Linked DNA regions of Oryctolagus cuniculus: region 2 is linked to region 1. Evidence: chromatin contacts called from public Micro-C data. All regions are on one chromosome and are shown on one strand. Each heading gives the region's core, a stretch centred on a gene start, on an enhancer-like site or on the middle of the called end of the contact. The rest is flanking DNA. Distances are from core to core; before and after follow the strand shown. Region 1 holds the start of RNF130 (ring finger protein 130). Region 2 holds the start of TBC1D9B (TBC1 domain family member 9B).

Region 1 (4,333 bases), core at 1,141-3,640:
GGTCTGACCAGGAATCTTCAAAGCGTCCACAGTGCTTCTCCAGTGAGAGGGGTGGACTAACCTTGTCCACACATGCCCTAGTGGAGCGCCTACAACAAGCTCTCTCAAGGATGGGGCTTTTGTCTGGGGTGACAGAAAGGTGACAGGAAGGCAACGAGTAGTTTCAGCACATGGACAACCGTGGAGCAGATTTTAAAGCGAGGGCCTTGTGGGGCCCACGGGAACCGAGCGCCAAAGACAAACCACAGATTTCAAAACACTGTGCGGGGCCAGCTCTTGCTCCACAGCTTGCCTCTTCCTCTTCCTCCCTCCCTTCCACGTGACCCTCACGGTTCTCCCCACCAGAAAATAGGCTCCCATTGTTAGTGCCACCGTTTGGCAACATTATGTGCCCCAACCCGAGAGACTGGCACAGACCACGCAAACATTTACTGAATGAACCAGAGACAAAGGGAGCTTCTGTAGCCAAGCTGGGATCCTAAAAGCCATTTTTTAACAAAGTAGGGATGAGAAACACACGGGAAGCATCTACCTGTTGGTGTATAAAGAACTGTAAAAGCCCACTTCAAGCTGAGGGACTACAAAAAAAAAAAAAAAAAAAAAAAAAAAAAAAAAAAAAAGCTTTCCTCGATTCTTCGATTCTTCTTCCCAGCCCCACAGCCTCCAGAAATTTAGAGCGCACACGGGTGCACACACACACACACATACACACGCAGATCTCAGAGGGGCACGATGCTCCAGCATTCAGTCTATAAAAACAAACACCCTCACCTCATTTAGACTGCCTACTTCAGGTCATCTTCACATGAAAAGCAGTGTTTTTTGCTTTGAATCCCCTGTCAGTATTCTCAGGGTGACGGTGGGGGTGGGGGTGAAGAAGCCAGTGGACATTTCTCCAAAAGTTGCCAGCGGACCACCCACCAGAAAAATCCCTCCAGGATGTGCAAAATACGGCCTTTAAAAAGCGCCCAGACACTTCAACAAATAGACTTCACACTAAATAGTTCAGCAGAGCCCACGTTTATAGGGAACTAGGAGGGCCAGCCAAACGGCTTCCAAGACAATTCAACATTTCACCCCTTCCCCCTGGATGGCACCGGGACTTGGCCACCAGCTGCACCTGGGGCGGGTCCTGCGCGGTGTTAAACGTTCCGGCGTGCAATTACAGCACGGCTCCAGGGCAGAGCAAGAGCCAAGAGCAACAGGGACGATGCCCATCTTCCTCTTCCACCCCCTGCTCGCCGGGCACGCGGGTAAAACGGCAGATGCGTGCGTTAGAAAAAGGCTCCATCCTTCGCGAGCCAAAGCAGCGCCAAGTCCGCGCTTTGGGGGACTGAGGGGGACAGACCTGGCCACAGGGAAACACAGGTTAAGACCTCACCACCACCACCACCAAGGAGTTTTGCGCTCTTGCACCACCTCCTTTGTCTCGCTGCCTGCCCCTGCAAACTCGCAGTTCAATGCCCTGCAGTAAACAAGCTACCGGGCGGAAAAAGAACGCTCTGAGGCTTTTCACAAAGAAAGGGAAAAACCCAATCATGCCTCGGAGCTTCATCCCTCCCCCACGCCCCGCCAAAAGGCCGGGATCTGCCCACGGAGACCCGGACCCCAAGCGGACGCGAGGGGGACCGCGGGTACCAGGGTCCGGGCCCCCAGCCCGCTGGGCCTCTCCCCAGGCCGGCACTCACCTCCGTGGAGAGGCAGCGGCGCCAGCACCTGGCCGCGGACCTCGGCCTTGGGCGAATCGAGCCCGTAGCGCCCGCGGTCGATGCGGAACGTGAGCGGGGCGCCGCGGCCGGGCTCCTGCACCGTCACGTTGATGAGCGCCGTGTAGTACTCCTGGCTCGCGTTGTCCGCCCGCGCCGGCCACAGGCCGCAGGTCAGCAGCGCGAGCGCGGCGAGCCGGGCCGGGCCCGCCCGCGCCGTGCCGCTCATCGTCCCTCCGGCCGCCGCCGCCGCCACTCGCGGACCGGGCTCCCGGGCCGGCGGCGAGAGGCGGGGCGGGCGCGGCCGGGGTTGCGGCGGGGACGCGCGCGCGCGGCCTGCGCGGCGCCGGTCACGAGAACGGCTCTCCTCGGCTCCGCGGCCGCGCGGCCCAGCGCCCTCACGTCCGCGACCGGCCTGCGAGGGCGCGCCCATGGACTCTTCGGCGAGGACAGTACGTCAGGGAGCGCGCGGCGGGCTCCTCGGAGCCCCTCGAGGACTGAGGGGGCGGACTACCCCCATGCCCACGGGCCGGGTTCGCCGGGAGGGAGCGCCTGTGAGCACGCGGCGGGGGTGGGGAGGGGCGCCTCCAGGAGGGTGCGCCCGAAGAAGGGACAAGGGGGAACAAAGTCAGGTTGGCCCCGCGACCGCCTCTGGCGCGCGCCCGCCGCCTCTCCGCCCCGCCCCCGCCTGTCTGGCGGCAACGCGCAGGCCCGAGGCGCAGCCCCGCCCCCGCGCATGCGCGCCAGACCTTGTCCGCTCCCGCCCGCCCGCACGCGGACTGGAGGATGCCGTGGCGCCATGGAGCCATCGTTGAACCAGTTTGTCCGTCAGGCACGGTAGCCTTGGGGCCCGGAACCTGGGTGCCTTACAAGGCTTGGGGACAAATCCGAGGCCAGAATGCACAAGAAGAAAGCTGAAGCTTTAAATTTTTTTAAATAAAAAATTAGATTTGACTGTGCAAGTGGAGTAATCAGTATCATGGGTGAGAGCGTGAAACTGAGTGTGGGCGCCTACTAGACCTGGAACTGCAGGGGCAGCTGAATGGTCTGGAAGGACTTCCAGAGACCAGAAGAAAACCTGCGAGAGCCCCGGGTGAGAATAAGATGGACAGTCTTCCCTAGGGGCTTGGTTTTAGGACAACCCCCAATGCCCTCCCCCAAATCCTGCTTGCTCAGCTCCCTCCAGTAAAACGGTGCAGTATTTGCATATAACCTACACACTCCCAACCCGTATGTGAAATCTCTGAGTTATTTCTAATACCCATACAATGTAAATGCTATATAAAAATTGCTATATGGTATTGTTATGGAATAATGACAAGCAAAAATGACCGTCCATATCTAGCACAGATGCAGTTTCTTTTTAATATTTTGGTTCCGAGGGTTGGTTGAATGCACTGATGCTGAACTGACAGATACTGAGACCCACCTTCAACCTCCCAAACGCTCACACCACCCCCACTTCCATACACACGTGCGCACACACACACAGAGATACACACACGTTGTCTGTTAATGGGGCGCTCTGTTCTGGGGCTGGTGGATTAAGTCACCCCCTGGGACACAGGCATCCCCTATCAGAGGACCGGTGCTAAGAATCCTGCAGGGCAGGCACTTGCCGAAAGAAAACCGAACCACTGCCTCCAGGAAGAGGCTGTGAATGCAGGGCTGGTGGAAAACATGGGACGCACACTGGTGCCCCTCCTTGGTGCAGTCCTGTCAGCCCATTCCCCCGTCTGATTCCTGGCGTTCCATTCCCCCTACCTGGGCCTGCTTAGACCATGCTCTGGCCTCTGGAGTAGCACTTACTTACTCATTTTTCTCCAGAAAGTACCATCCCAGGACCAAAGCAGTTGTGCCCCCACCCTGGGCCAGCATTTAAAGAAGGCTATGATCTGGCCTGTCTCTACCGGGGCCTGCCTTACAGAACAAGGAATCCTTGGGGTCAAGGGCCTGGAGTTCCTTGCCCATACCACCCAGGGCCACATTTGGGACCTGCTTGGAGCTCTTCCTTGCTTAGGGGCTCCTTGCTCTGCTCCTCTCCCTAAGCGTGCCCTGCCGCTCTTGCCTAATGTGCTCCCTTGTCCTCACAAGGGTGTGCCAAGTGTGTGAGCTTGCCATGCCTGCCGGCAGGAGAAGCAATCATGGTGGCCCACAGACAGCACCCCATGTAAACCAGATGGGGAGAAGCCAGCGCCCTGGCACCCTTCTTTCAGCCCCACTGAGTTTGTCAAGGAGAAAGTTAGTTCCAGAGTTCTTCTCTGGCACTTGCTGAATTCCCCTGTAAATAAGGTTACACGACATCTCTGTGTACACCCTCGGCAGACCCCAGCATCTAGAGGTGAAGTGTAACTTTCTAATTTGGAGGTGTAATTTTTTTTAATTCTATGGAAGACTTTTCTTTAGAACAAAGGGATTTTTATTTATACTAGTACTACAAAGCTACCTTATAAAAATTGTGATAAGGAGGCAGGCACTTTGGCATTAATGGATAAAGCCTGCAGTGCTGGCATCCCATATGGGTGCTGGTTCGAGTCTCAGCTGCTCCACTTCTGATCCAGCTCTCTGCTATGGCCTGGAAAAGCAGTGAAGAATGGCCCAAATCCTTGGGCCCCTACACCCCCGTG
Region 2 (4,333 bases), core at 1,140-3,639, 150 kb before region 1:
TCGTTTCATAGTCCATTTTTTAAAAAATATTTACTTATTTATTTTGAACATCAGAGTTACACAGAGACAGGGAGACAGAAAGACATTCCTTTTTACCATTTTTTTTTTTACAGGCAGAGTGGACAGTGAGAGAGAGAGACAGAGAGGAAGGTCTTCCTTTTTTTCACCCTCCAATGGCCGCTGCAGCTGGTGCACTGCGCTGATCCGAAGCCAGAAGCCAGGTGCTTCTCCTGGTCTCCCATGCAGGTGCAGGGCCCAAGGAGTTGGGCTATCCTCCACTGCACTCCCTGGCCACAGCAGAGAGCTGGACAGGAAGAGGGGCAACCAGGACAGAATCCGGCGCCCCAACCCGGACTAGAACCCGGTGTGCCGGCGCTGCAGGTGGAGGATTAGCCTAGTGAGCTGCGGCGAAGGCCAGTCTTTAAATTGTTAACATAATCATGCTGTGAGACTTGAATGCTTTAAGATTTATTTTACTTATTTGAAACGCAGAGTTACAGAGAAACAGGGAGAGAGAAAGAGAGAGATATTTTCCATCTACTGGTTCATTCCTCAAATGGCCACAATGGCCAGGGCTGGGCCAGGCCGAAGCCTGGAGCCAGGAGTTTTATCTGGGTTGCCAACATAGGTGCAGGGGCCCAAGGACCCGGGACATCTTCTGCTGGATTCCCAGGAGTATTAGCAGGGATCTGGATTGGAAGTGGAGCAGCTGAGACTCAAATGGGCACCCATATGAAATGCGGCACTTCAGGCTGTGGCTTTACCCATTACGCCACAGCACCAGCCCCAACCTGAATGCTTTCAAATAGGCCAACTATCTCATCACACTGACTCTAATGAAAAGTTCACGTGAGCACATCAAAAATGATGGCTTGAAGAAAATCACATCACTGCCGGTTTGACAGTGCCTGGGAGGTCATGATGTCCGTGATGCCACAAGTCCATGGCAGAGGCTACAGAAAGATGCACTCAACCTTGATAGGTGGCAGGGGTTCAAGGAGTAGTTCCCTGGAGTTGTATCTGGCTCCAAGGGAGACTCCAGATGCCAATCTTGGGGAGACATGGAGCAGGGAGGCAGAAAAGAGGTCTTCTTGGTTCCCATCAACTGCGATGACCTACATAAACGTGATCTAGGACTGGAAGCACACCAGCCAGATCCGATGCTGGTGCGCTGGTGTTAACAGAAGGAACCGGACATCCTGGACATCAGGCACCTTGCTTTCCTCAGTGGGCTCAGTAGCTTCTGAGGCTGACCACTGGATCCTCCAAAGGGGCCACTGTCTAACCCCCACTACGCAGCTCAGTCCAGGAGACTAGCATGGACTAGCCCGATCTCTGAGGCCCTCTGGGAGAGTGCCAGAAGCGTTGAAGGGAACACTGAGTTTTCTTGGAAATGGTACAATCTCTTCTCCATTAAGAGGTGTGGCCCAAGACAGGCTGGTGGCAGAAGTCACCCGTGGGAAGCCTTTGCATGTGGCAGGATTAGATCAGCTGTGACACTGAAAATCAGGATGTTCCACAGAAAAGTCTATCGAAAAACTGGAAGATGTGGCAGCCCTGAGCCAGCATTCCTGTAGGCTAACAATTGGCACCCAGGGGAGCCCACACCCTGGTGTTCCCCTCAGGCCTGACATGGCTCTGCTCCTGGGGTGCCCAGGCCCTGCAGCTTGAGGGGCCTTGGGTCCACCTGTGGAGGGGGTGTGAGGTGGGTTCCGCCCGGTTGTCACACAATCCAGCTATGTGTCCAGGCTCCTCTCTTGTGAGTGACGGGGCCCAAGCACCCTCTCCTGGTTAACAGCTCCAGGCTGCATGAAACAGGGAAGGGGTCTTGGGGCCTGCGCCAGCTCCCGATCTCTTCAGAGGACTGACAATGAAGAAGGGACAAAAGACCTGTGCTTGTGTCACTCGACGCCTCAGAGGCACTTAGGGAAACTGAGGCGGAGGAAGGGCACCGGGAAAACCGGCTTCCAGCTGTGGAGTCCACTCCGGGAAGCTGCACAGGCTCAGCGGCGGCCCCCGGAGGCCGTGGCGGGTCCTCAGCCCGGCGCCGCCTCCCGCCGGTCGTCCTCGGCCGTGCCCGCTCGGCCGCCCGCGCCCCCTCTTCGCCCCGCGCCCCGCCCGGCCGTCACCCGCGTCTCCCCGGCCCCACAGGCCCGGCCGCCCGCGCCGCTCACCCGTGAGGCCGCCGCCCTTGCCGTGGCCCCGGCGCCGCTGCAGCACGAAGAAGGGGTTGGCCCGCTCCGTCACCCACAGCGCGTTGGCCACCAGCACTTCCTCGGGGCCCAGCCACATCGCGGCGCCGCTCGCTCCGGGCCGAGGCCCGCGAGGCGGAAGCGTCCGCCACAGCCGCCGCCGCCGCCGCCGCCGCCTCCGGAGCCGAGCGAACGAGCGGGCGGGGCCGGGCGGCGCCCCCTGGCGGGCGCCGGAGCTCACAGAACGCGGCCCGGGCGGCCGGCGCGCGCAGCCTCTCCCCGCCCCTCCGCGCCCCTCTGGCTCCGGGCCTCCGCGTCTCTGAGGCGCGGTCCAGCCCCGGGCACGGGCCGCTGACCGGAACGGCTGTCCCCAGACCAGGGGAACCGGTTGTGCAGACAGCCGGGCCTATGAGAGTTTGAGGAGAAATTGTAAAGAAATCGCGTTTCGAGATGTATTTTTGTCCGTGCGTGCGGACATCTGGGGAGGGATAAGAGTTGGCGATAATCCTCGCGCTAAGACTGGAAGGATCTTCAGAGCCAGTGACAGGTTGTCAGGAAGCCCCATGGTAGGCAGGGTCCTCGTCTGACACAAGGGAGACCAGGGTTGAGCCTATCTCCAGCTGTCTCGCTGCCCTTCGGGCTGGGGTCTGGCCTCGGCTGGGGAGGTTCCTGCGCAGGCGCGGGTCGCGCCGCAGGCCCTGCTGGGCTCGGGGTTCCTGCGCTGCCAGTGTTGGCCTGTAGGGGGCAGAATCCAAGCACCGAGCTTCCCGTCCCTGCCCCCGGGGGCTCAGGCGGCTGTGTTCAGGAAGCAAAACAAACGTGACCGCGGGGACTCGGCTATGGAGAATGAAAGGAGGCTGTGAGCTCCCTCTGGGACAACAGCTGTGAGTCTATATTGTCCCACCGACGTCTCTCAGGGGGACGGAGAGAAGGGGACACCTTAGGCTCACCCTGGGAGGTGTGAGCTGTTTGGAGGTGGGATTCTGTCATTGGCATCCGGGAATCTCAGTGTGAGGGATGCAGTTCTCTGACATGTTGCTGGAGACTGCTTCAGCTTTCCAGACTCAGGAGATGGTTTGCTTTAACACCTTGGAGGCTTACACTGATCACTCATCGTGCCGGCTAAAGAGAAATCTTCCCTCAAGAATTTGAAGTGCAGGAGCTGGTGTTTGGCACCGCAGTTAGAACTGCTGCCCGAGACACCTGAATCCCATATCCTAGTGCCTGGGTTCCATTCCAACTCCACTCTCCATTCCAGCTTCCTGCTAATGCACAGCATGGGTCGCAGCCGGTCATGGCTTAAGTACCTGGGTCGCCGCCACTGGCATGGGAGACCAGGGTTGAGATCTTGGCTCTTACGCTCTAGTTTGGCCCAGCCTAGCCCCAGCTGTCACAGGCATTTTGGGAGGCAAACAACTCATGGGAGATGTATCTGCTTGCTCTCTTTCAAATAAAAAAATAATTTTTAAAAAGAATTTGAAGTACTATCACTGGGGGGTTGTTTCCAAGACCCCCACCCCCCACATTTCCCGAAGCTCAAGTCCCTTATGTAAGATGCTGCTGGGGCAGGTGCTGTGGCATAGCGGGTAAAACCGCCGCCTGCAGTGCCGGCATCCCATATGGACGCCGGTTTGAGTCCTGGCTGCTCCACTTCCAATCCAGCTCTCTGCTATGGCCTGGCAAAGCAGTAGAAGTGCTTGGACCCTGCACCCAGGTGGGAGACCCAGAAGAAATTCCTGGCTCCTGGCTTTGGATCGGCACAGCTCTGGCTGTTGCAGCCAACTGGGGAGTGAACAAGCGGATGAAAGACCTCTCTCTCTTTCTCTACCTCTCCTCCTCTGTGTATTTTGTCTTTCAAATAAAATAAATAAATCTTTAAAAAATAAAAAAATAGGCCGGCGCTGTGGCTTACTAAGCTAATCCTCCGCCTTGCGGCGCTGGCACACCAGGTTCTAGTCCCGGTCGGGGCACCGGATTCTGTCCCGGTTGCCCCTCTTCCAGGCCAGCTCTCTGCTGTGGCCAGGGAGTGCAGTGGAGGATGGCCCAAGTCCTTGGGCCCTGCACCCCATGGGAGACCAGGATAAGTACCTGGCTCCTGCCATCGGATCAGTGTGGTGCGCCGGCCGCAGCGCGCCGGCCGC

Evidence for each region. A called contact is a pair of places that touch in the nucleus more often than the background predicts.
Region 2: a contact with region 1 is called in a Micro-C map of ear pinna, with 4 times the contacts expected there. The contact joins the promoter of TBC1D9B here to the promoter of RNF130 in region 1. A contact is called at or near these places in 3 of 6 Hi-C or Micro-C datasets (ear pinna, skin fibroblasts and an unstated tissue).

Annotation. Positions count from the first base shown.
Region 1 is chr6:67,427,375-67,431,707 of mOryCun1.1, reverse strand. It overlaps RNF130 (ring finger protein 130), which reads right to left and starts at 2,390. Exons shown (of 8, transcript XM_008274990.4): 1 at 1,689-2,390. The coding sequence starts at 2,139.
Region 2 is chr6:67,572,780-67,577,112 of mOryCun1.1, reverse strand. TBC1D9B (TBC1 domain family member 9B) reads right to left here and starts at 2,389. Exons shown (of 22, transcript XM_070076510.1): 1 at 2,175-2,389. The coding sequence starts at 2,292.